Regions from separate parts of the Zea mays genome. Here all the other regions are linked to region 1. The links are chromatin contacts, called in public Hi-C maps. All regions are on one chromosome and are shown on one strand. Each heading gives the region's core, a stretch centred on a gene start, on an enhancer-like site or on the middle of the called end of the contact. The rest is flanking DNA. Distances are from core to core; before and after follow the strand shown. Region 1 holds the start of LOC100274139. Region 2 has its middle 73 kb from the start of LOC103640019. Region 3 has its middle 21 kb from the start of LOC103640019.

Region 1 (3,895 bases), core at 162-2,661:
AACTTTCTTTTGATGTACACGAACTTATAATGGTCTACGATGCAAAACTTGTGTAAATGTTCTAGGTCCTTTGTGCTAAAAGGATTTAAAAGAAATAAGGTTGAAGTACTATAATAAACTACTATCAAGTGATGAACAAATTGAAACAGATTAGACATCCTAAGCGTCATATAACACAGTTTTTCCATTTTTAGGCAGCGCCAAATCAGCAAGCAAGCTTTGTTTTTGGGCACCAAAGGCAGCAAGCTAACATTATAGAGTGATTAGATTACATTCATTACATATTTTGTTGGGAACAAAGCATGGTTAGAACATACGAGCCTTTTCATGTCACTTTCAACAACACAAAACAATAAAAACATTGGCCAACGAGGGCTAGGTCAGTTGTAAGTGCTTCTTTTTTCTCTCCAAAACACAGCTGAATATGGATGCGTGGAAAACATTATATTCTAAGGTGGACCAAGGACAAATTTGAGATCGTTAGTTTTTCTCAAAAAATAGAGAGAACAACTCTTTCAGAACCCTTTATCGAAAGAGGCATCTTTGTCGGGCTCCTACTTCCATACCAAATGCAGCACCTTTTCCCACCCATGGAATCGATTCACTTGGATTCACATTTACTACAACTCTTACAATAACTGAAACCGAGGAAATGCAAAACGCATGGTCGCGCGGTGGAGGAGACAAACAACAGTACCTCAATGGTGGCGAGCGGGGCCTTGTTGAGCCGTTTGAGGTGGTTACGCACCTGGTGCCGTCGCATGTAGCTGCCAACGGCACTGCCTCAGCGTCAGTGGCTGGCCTCCGGTATTCCCTGCCGCCTCCGCTCCGTCGAAGAAGAGCGCTGCCACCAGGCTAGCGGAACAAAGCACGTCCCCGTCGCTGCCATTGATTCAGTTTCAGTGCCACTCCCCATCCGAGCAACCGAAACGACGATGGTCATACAAACGGGTTTTCTTTTTTCCAATCGCGTCTTCTAGAATGCTTCCGTCGTGTGGAGAAGCCAAAATTCGTCCTATCCTGGGACGATGGCTGTTGAAGGAGCACTGGCCGTTAAAGGAGAATCGTGTGACTGAGGTGAGAAAGGATGACGTGGACACACAGAAGTTCAGTTTTCCGTCCGTCTTTGATATATAGAAATTCTTCTAAACTTACTAGCTACTATTTACATTCTAGATGTTGTATATATTATATGTTTTTTGTACGGTACACTTGCATTCGTTCCTATTTCACTCTCCCTCTCACTGGTTTTTTCGAATATTTTGTACGTGGTTGCAAATTAAATTAAGAGCAACTACCTACTAATCTATAGTTATTTTGGCAGAATTGAATGTAGTAGCCTCGTAGGGCCAACATGACCGAACTCAAAATGTGCAGCCCACCTCCAATCCCGTAGAAGATAGTGCTGCCCTGCCGAATGCCGCCCACCTCCAATCCCGTAGAAGACAAAGAGAGAGGGAGAGAACTGGACGGCGGCGGCGGCGGAGACGACGATGCAGTGGTACTTGGTGGCCGCGCTCCTCACCATCCTCACCAGCTCCCAGGCAATCCCCCAAACCCTACATATTTCGTCGATTCCCCTTCCTTGCTTTTTGGTTTGCTTCGATTACACCATAGTGTCTTAGATCTGTCGCCAAGCTGGGATTGGTTGTGAACTTTCGGTTGCTTCCCATTTGGGTCTTTGATGAGATGCACTGTGGATTAGGCGTCCTAGGTTGCTGGATCGGCAGTTTATGTTTTCGAGCGGAGTCGCCATACCCTTTGTGAAGAAAGACGCGGTTCAGATGACTCGTGATTGTTACCCTGGATTCCAGGGCAGATTGATTGTCGTCGAGAAGCTTGGTATTGGTTATCTGGTGAGATACATGGGATGATTTGGTGGAATTGTGGAATGAGAAATGACATGCTTGTGATGCTGTGCTGTGGAAATCTCTCTCAAGTGAGGGAACATGATCATGTGCAGGACTGCAGACTAGAGCTAAGGACTTTTGGCAGCATCAAGCCATGGTTAAACAGGATTGGAAAGTTGCACAACAACAACAACAAAGCTTTTTATCCCAAACAAGTTGGGGCTGGCTAGGATTAAAAATCCAATAGAACCCACAAGTCAAAGTTTGGAGACATGGATAACTGATTTTCATGCACTTCTATTCAACACTCTTTTTTTTGTATATCCCATCCTTTCAAGTCTTCTTTTACTGCCTCTTCCTATGTCAACTTGGTTCTTTCTCCCCCTCCCTTCCAGGGACGGAGCCAGAAAAAAACCCTCTCTGCTCTCTTCTTATTGCTATTGTGCCGTAGAACCCACTGCACGCTGATGTCTCTGGAGGTCTTCGTTGGACATGTTTAAACCATCTCAACCAATGTTGGACAGGCTTGGAAAGCTGCACATGATTTGTTTTAGATTTTTAGTTCCAATGTGTCTAATCAGCTTATCTATATATGCAGGGAATATTGACCACCCTTTCCCAGAGCAATGGCAAATACAATTATGATTATGCCACAATTCCTTTTTTAGCTGAGCTCTTCAAGGTAAATAATTTATATTTAATCTTTGATAGCCTCATACCCATTTTTAATCATAATGATGAATACATGTGTAGACGGTGCAGTGGTTCATCATTTATTGTGCTAACATTGCGCTATTCTTGGTGCAGTTATCTGTCTCAGGCTTCTTCCTCTGGAAGGAATGCCATTCTTCATCTCCACCAAGGATGACAAAGGAATGGAGGAGCGTGCGACTATATGTTGTTCCTTCAGTTATATACCTCATCCACAACAATGTCCAGTTTGCGACATTGACCTATGTTGACCCATCTACCTATCAGATAATGGGAAACTTGAAAATTGTCACGACTGGGATTTTGTTTAGGTGTGCAATTTGTCTGCTGACTGAAATGCTCATTCTTTTATGCTTAACACCATTCCATGATAGAATTCCTATTTCATTTCCTATTATGCTCTGTACCATGCCTTGAAGGAAATTCCATTTCAGGATTTTCTTTGTATTAGTGAATCAAAGACTTTTAAGTGCACAAGTGCTATTGAAATAGTTAACTAATTATAATTTAAGCATTGGAGGGAGTTTGGGTTTGTTTCTACTATAACCTTAGGCAGTTACCTCACATGTACCACCATTTATCGTCTGAATAGTGAATACATCATGCATTTTAAGATTATGCTCGACCACAAGACATCACTTCCACATCGCATGCCTCAGGGAGATTGATCTCCGCTGGGAGCAGCGTCCTTGTTTCGACGGCAGATCCTATTGATGTGCTGCCTCCGTTGTTGTTCTGGCATGGGCTGGGGCAGCAGATCGCCTACCGTCTATCTCCGCCGGTCTATTCCTTGCACTATTCATTTATTGAATTACATCTCAAAGGAAGATTCTTTTCACATGATGTTTGCATTTTTTTGCACACTTTGTTGTTGAGCTTTCAGAGTTTGCTTATTTCAGTTACTTTATGCTTGTGTGTCCTGACTTGTTCAGAGTTCTGTTGCCAGGAAACTAGTAGTGTCAGCATGATAATGAATGTGTATGCTGAGCTATTGTTCTTGATTCTTTTTCTCATTGATTGATTAGTGTTCTTATTTTGTTCTCTGCGAATTCTACTAGGCTTGTCCTAAAAAGGAAGTTGTCCAATATACAATGGATGGCAATTGTTTTATTGGCTGTTGGTACAACTACAAGCCAGGTTTGTTAATATTATCAAATACTCTCTCCGTTCCTAGCTATTGTTCAGTTTGGTTCTCCTAAGTCAAACTTTTCTATCTCTGACCTGGTTGTTGGAAAAATATATTAACATCTAAAGCTTCAAATGAAAGCACTATGTAAATAATATTCATGTAGAATGTAATGAAACTAATTGGGTGTTGTAGATGTTATAAAGTT
Region 2 (3,780 bases), core at 678-3,177, 180 kb before region 1:
ACTTACTCTGAATATCCTATTCGGGTTCTGGATCAAAAAGATCGGGTCACACGAAGAAAGATTATCAAGTCCTACAAAATACAACGGAACCAACACTCCGAACATGAGGCTACATGGGAATTAGAAGACTATCTTATGGAGCATTTTCCTCAGTTTTTAGATTCCAAGCCTTGTGTATTTTGTCTTCGATGTAAACCCACAGGGGCACACCCCTGTCTTGTAAGAACAAAGGTAGAATAAGATCGTGACGCATTTCCTTTTCCATTACTTAGCCTGGAGTTTTAATATCGAGACGAGATTCCTTTTTAAGGGGGAAGGATGTAACAACCCTGGTGTTACGAGAACTAAAACTTTGGCATGTCATCATATGCATTAGCATCATTTTGCTTGATACACCTAGAATGCATTTTCTAGGTCCAAAATTTCAATGGAAACCCTAAACTAGCCCAAAAAGTGGAAATCAAAATCTAGAGAGAAGTTGCCAAAAGTCCATATACCAAAGTGGTAGATCTTGGAAAGTTGAACAACTTTCATGAGTGGAGATGTCCAAGTTTTATAGGAAAAATTGGAGTAAACTGCTGAAATTCAGTTTTGGTGCAATTTGGAATTTGCTGAAAGTAATGTCAATTGGCTAACTTTGGGCTGTTATAACTTTTGGCTTCTAGACAATTTTGTGCTAGGCACCGTAGCAAAGTTGTGGGGCTACCTTAGGTGTACAAACTTGTTTAAGTTACTTAACCCTAAAGTCATATGGAATTAGGAGTAAAACTGATCAAAAGAGGGGCTGACAGGTTTGGATTTCAGACTTGGTGTAATTATCCAAGTCTGAATTTCAGTGTGTCTCGCTCAACTTTGGAGCTTTGTGGTGATTGATCTATATGGTTTTCGACTGCAATTCCTGTAGCAAGTTTGAAGACCATATGTTGGTGTGCAAGTTTAGTCAAAGGTCATACCCCTAAAGCTACTTGGAACTTGGAGAAAAGGTGGTCCAAATTGGAGCTGTCAGACTTGTGATTTCCGGACTTTGATTCAGAAATTGAAGTGAAGTTTCAGCATTTTTAGCAAACTTCAGATCTCTGTTGTGATAAACTTCTGATGTTATGGCCTGCACTATCCAGAGCAAAGTGTTAGAGGGTAATGTGGTGAGTAATTTTCATTGAGGTGGATCCCCCTGAACTAGCCTTGAAATAGGAGAAAATAGTGTCTAAAAACATGCTGTCGGACTCCAGATTTCAGACTTAGTTCAGTTGTAAGAAACTGAATTTCAGGGAGTTTTGCTCGAGTTTGGAGCTTTCTTGTGGCTAATTTTTGGAGCTATATACTATGGTTTCTTTAGTAAAGTGAAAGACCATACAACAGTGAATAAGTTTTCTTAAGTAAGTTTGATTTGGTGCTTCAAAAAAATTGGAGTAAACTGTGCCCAAAATCTCCCTGTCAGGTGTTGAGTTCAGTTTGGTTTCAATTGGCTGAATCTGAATTTTAGCGTTTCCAACCCACTTTGGAGCACTATAACTTTTGATCCATGAGCATTTGGTCTATGGTTCCTGCAGCAATTTTGTAGAGCTATATTTTGTCAACAAGTTTGGTTAACGGAGATCTCCCTTTTACCACTAAAACTTGTGAGTAAATTAATCTCAAAGTTGCTCCGTCAGATAGGATGCGCTGAACGCAGTCTTAGTAAACTGGATTTCTGTGATTTTTGGTCCAACTTTTGGAGCCTTCTGTCTCTCTATTCCTTGTCTGATCGTTTAAGTAAAGTTGGAGGGGTATAACAGTGATCGACTTTGCTTTAAGGAGCTCGACTCGTTGTATGTTAAAAAAAAACTTTCTCTTATCCTCCCACCACCACTCCTTTTCCTTATCCTTTATGCGCTTGGGCTCAACGCGTGTGCAGACACGCGGGCTGCGTGGACTGGCCGTCGTGCCCAGCCACCATCCGCCGCCTGACTGCCTCGACTAGTCAGCTTTGCTGCCGACTAGTCTCGGTCTCATCTCCTCCGGTCGAGCGCGCAGACTTTTCACTAGCTTGTCCCTCCCACGTCGCCCTCCCTATTGCATAAGCTAGCGGTCTTGTCTTCAGATCTTGGGCGTTAGAGTTGTCTCGTTCTTCCTTGTCCTCACCAGGAACTACTGTCGTCTTGCTGCTAGCTTCGCAATCGTCGTGGCGGTGTCACCTTGCCCATCAACGCTCGGCGCTTTCCCCTCTCTTCTCCACCGACACTCGAAGATGTAGCAGCAGTTCGCTGGAGCAGCTCCAGCCCTCTCGGCATCGCTTTCCTGCGGAGCAGCGTCCTGTGCCGTCACCTCCCTCTCGCGTCTAGGCTTTGGTTCCTAGCCGCGCCTGGTCTTGTGCCATCTTCACCCCGCCGTGGCGCCCGCGCCCGCTCGGTCTTGCCTAGGCATCCTGCGCCACCGTGCCGTCGCGCGCTGCTGTGAGCTCCACCAGCACGCGCCGTCCTCGCTGCGACTTCGCACGCCTGTCCCTCACGCCTCCCCTCCTCAAGCTGCAGCAGCACCAACATCCCCCCACTTGAAGCCACTGCCATCTCCAAGCTCCGTAAAGAAGTGTACATCGAAGAGAAATTTGCTCCGGTATCTGAATACCTAATGGTGGAGTTTTATCTAACTACTTACCAGAGTAGAAGGGTTTCAGGATCTTCTTCTGCAATAAGGCAAGCCCCATGCATTTACCACCTTCCTTGTATTTATAAAAATTTTATCACTTATATGATGCATTAGGTGATAGAAGTTAATTGATTAAACACCTGATGCATTACCATTCCTTGAAAGAATTGATTATCATAACTTATCACCTGTTTTATAAAAGCTAGAGATGCTTAATCATGCGGATAGATTAAAAAATGTTTTTGATCTATGACTCATAATTTCCAAAAGAAAATTTGCTTGGGATAATGAATGCATCATCTGCAGTGATAAATTCATTATCCAGGCATGACCCCTCTGTCAGGTGCCAAATGTTTTGAGAAATAGCATAAGTAAACTTGAGGCCGGGCGGTTGACTTGCACCAGAACAGAGTCTGGTTGTAGGGTCTTCGTCTGTGTCGATTAAGGACCGTACCGATTGTAGGCCTGTTGATCTAGGACCTTTTAGCTGACCACATACCTCGTCATGGTTAAGCCTGAACCCGGCTATTCCATACGTGAAATAACAACCGCGCACTGGGCGTGGGAGATGGTGGGAGTAGCAGTTATCCTCCTGGCAAGAGGCTGGATGGTAGGGTAATGTGCTCCCGGGTAGCGCGGACCAGTTCATGTAGTGGAGGATCCATGGGAATGGTTGATATATGCAAGGGTTAAGTACTACATATGTCGTGTGGTTAGAGATCCCCAGTTGGGTATTAATCGATTCGGATCGTCGTTACTTTTCGGATATGAAGACTGGATTGCTGCCCTTCATCGTAGATAACAAGCAAAATAAAATTTGGATTTTAAAAGCAACCTAGTGTAGGTCAAGTGAATGATCTAGATTAGGAAAATGCTAGATTCAGGCTAGAAGATTCAGGTAATAAACTAACTTGTGAAATAAAACTTGGATTAAGGACCCACTTCTAGTAAGCTTTTATGCAAAATGAGTCCTTGAACTTTGATGAGCTTTACCTTGATTCTCAAAAGCCAGCATACCCTTGAGAGTCTTTTCTTTAGTCGGGTAAGTCTTGCTGAGTAATTGCGTACTCAAGGTTTTATCCCTTGTTGTTTTGTAGGAGAAGTTTTATTCCCTTATCTTTGGGTTAGTTACTTCATGTGGATGACTTGAAGCTT
Region 3 (3,494 bases), core at 18-2,517, 230 kb before region 1:
CGGTTATAAAGTTATGATTTTCTGAAGATTTAGAAGTGGGGTACAAAAGAAATTATGTGCATAATTTTAATTTAGGTTTCATAACAAAAAAAGTTACCAGGGGATAAACAATATTATTATGGATCTAATGCAACTGGAATGGATCAAAAAGGAGTTAAAATGCAGAAGATACAAAATAAACAAGTTATAATAATTATTTTCATACTAGAATTCATCTCTATATTTCTTTTATTCCAGATGGACAACACATGGTATTGTAAATAAGATCAGGGTTGGTTTTATAATATTGTGGACCTAATAGCTCTATTCTATACACACACCCGTACTGCGGGTTGATACTAACAAAACACAACACGGGGTCACTTTAGCATAATGTCCCCGCCAAAGGGGTATCATTACTTCTGGGCCGCTCAATCAGAAACCGGTGGCAAAGATTAGGTTCTAACCGTTATGCGCTCCAGTTCGCAGGATCGAAGATCAACAGTTACAGTTTAACGAAACACAGATCTAATCCTACGTGCCCGATCCGAATCGAACGGCACCGATTTATTGTGTGAAGGGGGTATACATCTTGTAATCCTAGCCGCCGTTAGCTGATTGAACGACCATGATTTAAAATACCTAGATTAATTCTCGTGCGTTCATCAAAGATCTACTATCCTGATTCACTCTCCTCCCCGACGGCCGACAGCGGCGGTGGCGCGCGCATACCTGCGGTAGAGCCATGGCTAGCGCGCGGCCAACACCGATTCCGACCCACAACTTCGAGAATTTATGATGCAACGTGAGTAGGAGGTCGAGGCGAACAATATGGGTGGGGAAATTTTACCAAAGGAGACGGTGGGCGCAAGGCTGTCCTCGACGTCGCGACGGAAATGACCTCCGGCGAGAAATCCCCAGTAACCTCGTGCTTTTCCGACCACCGCAAACCACACTCGTGGACAACGAACCTCGACGACACACCCTAGCCCCTTTAATTTCACCGAGTAGCACGCAGTCGTGAGCCCGAGGCGGAGCCGCCAAGTTCCTGGCAGAAGGACATCCTTTCTCTCTCTCTGGAAATCGACGACTGAGGAACGGCGAAGGAATGGGATAGAAGGCCATGGCGCACGAATTTTATGGCCCAGGGGACGACGGTCTCTGCAATCTCTAGATGGAGTTTGTTGGCGGACGCGAGATCCACGTGGTCTGTTGAAAGCTTAGCTCGCGGATAGGGGAGAAGGGCGCCTGACACGGGGGTCCCGCAGGTAAGCCATCCAATGTGAGGGGAACGAGCCCGACCCACGGGGTCCACCTGCTAGTGGCTACCAGGCGCGCATGACATGCCCCAGGACGGGCTGGTGCGAAAGTGAGAAAAAATAGTATTTGGGGTGGTTAGGGAATTAGGCCGGGCCGGTGCGGTTTTCCTTTCCCCCTTTCTTTTCCCTTTTTCTTTTCTATTACCTTTTTCTTTTCTATTTTCCAATTTGAAATATCCAAACCAAATTCAAATTCATGTTTTGAACTTCCAATTTTCAAATATAAAATGCATCCCTAATGAGGATATAACATCCACTATTTGCATTAATATTATTTTCTTTCTCTAGTGTATATTTTTCTTTCCTTCCCTTCCCATTTTTTTCTATTTCCATTTTCAAATTCTAATTTCCTAATTTAAACTTGTCTCACAATTTGAATACAAATACAAAAATGCAAGAATTTCATCATGAGGTGCATATTTTTGTATTTATTTATTTTATTATTTTTCCCTTCTACCAACTTTGGGCTTTACAAATCCTATCCCCTTAAAGAAATCTCATCCTCGAGATTAGTAAGAAAAAGGATGTATCCCCATCTTGTCTCAAAACATATGCACAAACAAAAATCTCAGCATGATGCATGACTTATTAGCAAAACATAGGGTCAAATAGACTGTTGGGGGCCTTCCTCTCCCGAAGGTCCTCAAAAACGTGACTGACTATATGTTTTCAGTATGATATGGATTATTACAGAGGGGCTTCGGCTTCAGGATGAAGGTTTTCTCTCATGACAAGGTGAAGATATTACCCGAAGGTGATAAGAATGAATGATGGAGCTATAGCCGGATAGCTTCGGTTTGACGTGATGACGAAGACCAAGTATGATGAGGGCTGAAAAGGGATGAAGACTATCCAATCCTTAATGATTCGTATTATGGTCATAGATAAATATCAAGGGCATAAATGTACTTTTACCTGGGTTGCGTCCCGTGACTATAAATAGATGAACAGTAGCACCGTACTGTTCACACTGAATGGGGATCACTCTCTCGCTCTCCACATTCAAGTAAGCCGAAGTTATTAATGTAATAGAAATGATGTTAATATTCATGCGTGTTTTATGGAATATAAATGTGCATGAATTAATGAGATGCAGTTAGTGCCTTCATCCTTTTACATTCTTGTACATATTAAATGATAAAGGTATGTCCTTCTCGACTTTCGTCCAACAGGCATTATACTCATGTGGGAATAATGCTTCGAAAGACAAAGGTCTATAATTAATTAACAATTGTGTTGTCTTGTTCTTGATCCACAGTATTTGAGAACAAGTGCACAACATAGACCTTATTATTATATTATTCCTAAAATAGTAAATATTAGCTACTAACTAAAGTAGTGTTTAAGTCTTACAAATAGTACTCCTAATAAAAATATAAATATATATATTTATATTTACTCTAATCTTGCTATTCATTGCCTTCTTCACCAACTTCCTCGTTCCTCAACTGGCACTTCATCCTGGTTTTCGGGCTCACCACGTTTAGCTTCTGCTTCCACATGGTTGACTTGACCCCGATTGATAGATAAAGGCTGACTCTTGCCTCCCGATGCTTGACCTTGCTTCATCAGAGCTGGAGTAGTATAAGCAGCCCTGTTAGGCCAGTAGTTGGCATAGTGTACTGCCTGTCCACACTTGAAGAATGACCTGCTTGTGGATGTATTAGGAGCAATAGATCCAGCTGGAGTGCTTGCTTGAGGAGGAGTAGATTGGGTCTGTTGAGTTTGTTGCCTGGAACTACCACGAGCCGGTGTACTTTGAGGCGTAGTATAACGGGGACTGGAACTACTTCCTGTAACACCCCAGGTGTTACTTAGGGTTTCTCCTCAGTACCTACATCTGTGACCTGTTATCACATGTGGTTTAGTTTGAGCAAAAGGCACCAAACTTGAGCCAAGCCTTAACCAAGTCTTTATCGCCCTAAGAGATCATGCCTTAACCATATCAAGCTTAGGAAGAGGGTGAAGTGCCGAAACCCTGAAGTTCCCCTCTTCAGGACATTAGAGCACCAAAGAAAAAATCAATAAAAAGGCTAAGTAAATCACTTTGTCAGGACTTGGGCTAATTATAGAAGTTGTAGTACACTTAATAACCCACAAAAAATAGTAAGAGAGTTGTCCCAAAAAGGCTTTGCAAACCCCCGAACAAGTCACTCAAGTGGAAACTCCAAATAAAAACTAGAATTTCAGTTTTCT

What was found. Hi-C and Micro-C count contacts between places; a contact is called where the count stands out from the background.
Region 2: a Hi-C map of leaf shows a contact between it and region 1, with 8 times the contacts expected there. The contact joins the enhancer-like site here to the promoter of LOC100274139 in region 1. A contact is called at or near these places in 7 of 25 Hi-C or Micro-C datasets (bundle sheath, ear and leaf).
Region 3: a Hi-C map of tassel shows a contact between it and region 1, with 2.1 times the contacts expected there. The contact joins the enhancer-like site here to the promoter of LOC100274139 in region 1. A contact is called at or near these places in 2 of 25 Hi-C or Micro-C datasets (ear and tassel).

Annotation. Positions count from the first base shown.
Region 1 is chr9:62,607,014-62,610,908 of Zm-B73-REFERENCE-NAM-5.0, reverse strand. LOC100274139 reads left to right here and starts at 1,411. Exons shown (of 8, transcript NM_001148517.1): 1 at 1,411-1,544; 2 at 2,449-2,532; 3 at 2,658-2,872; 4 at 3,620-3,698. The coding sequence starts at 1,494.
Region 2 is chr9:62,786,783-62,790,562 of Zm-B73-REFERENCE-NAM-5.0, reverse strand. No RefSeq gene overlaps it. Among protein-coding and RNA genes, the nearest start is that of LOC103640019, 73 kb to the left of the region's middle. Within about 2 kb of position 1,927, at least 14 of the 20 cell types and tissues checked have an H3K27ac peak or open chromatin away from gene starts, as enhancers often do. A contact at or near this core is called in bundle sheath, ear and leaf, where this site is marked.
Region 3 is chr9:62,839,269-62,842,762 of Zm-B73-REFERENCE-NAM-5.0, reverse strand. No RefSeq gene overlaps it. Among protein-coding and RNA genes, the nearest start is that of LOC103640019, 21 kb to the left of the region's middle. Within about 2 kb of position 1,267, at least 20 of the 20 cell types and tissues checked have an H3K27ac peak or open chromatin away from gene starts, as enhancers often do. A contact at or near this core is called in ear and tassel, where this site is marked.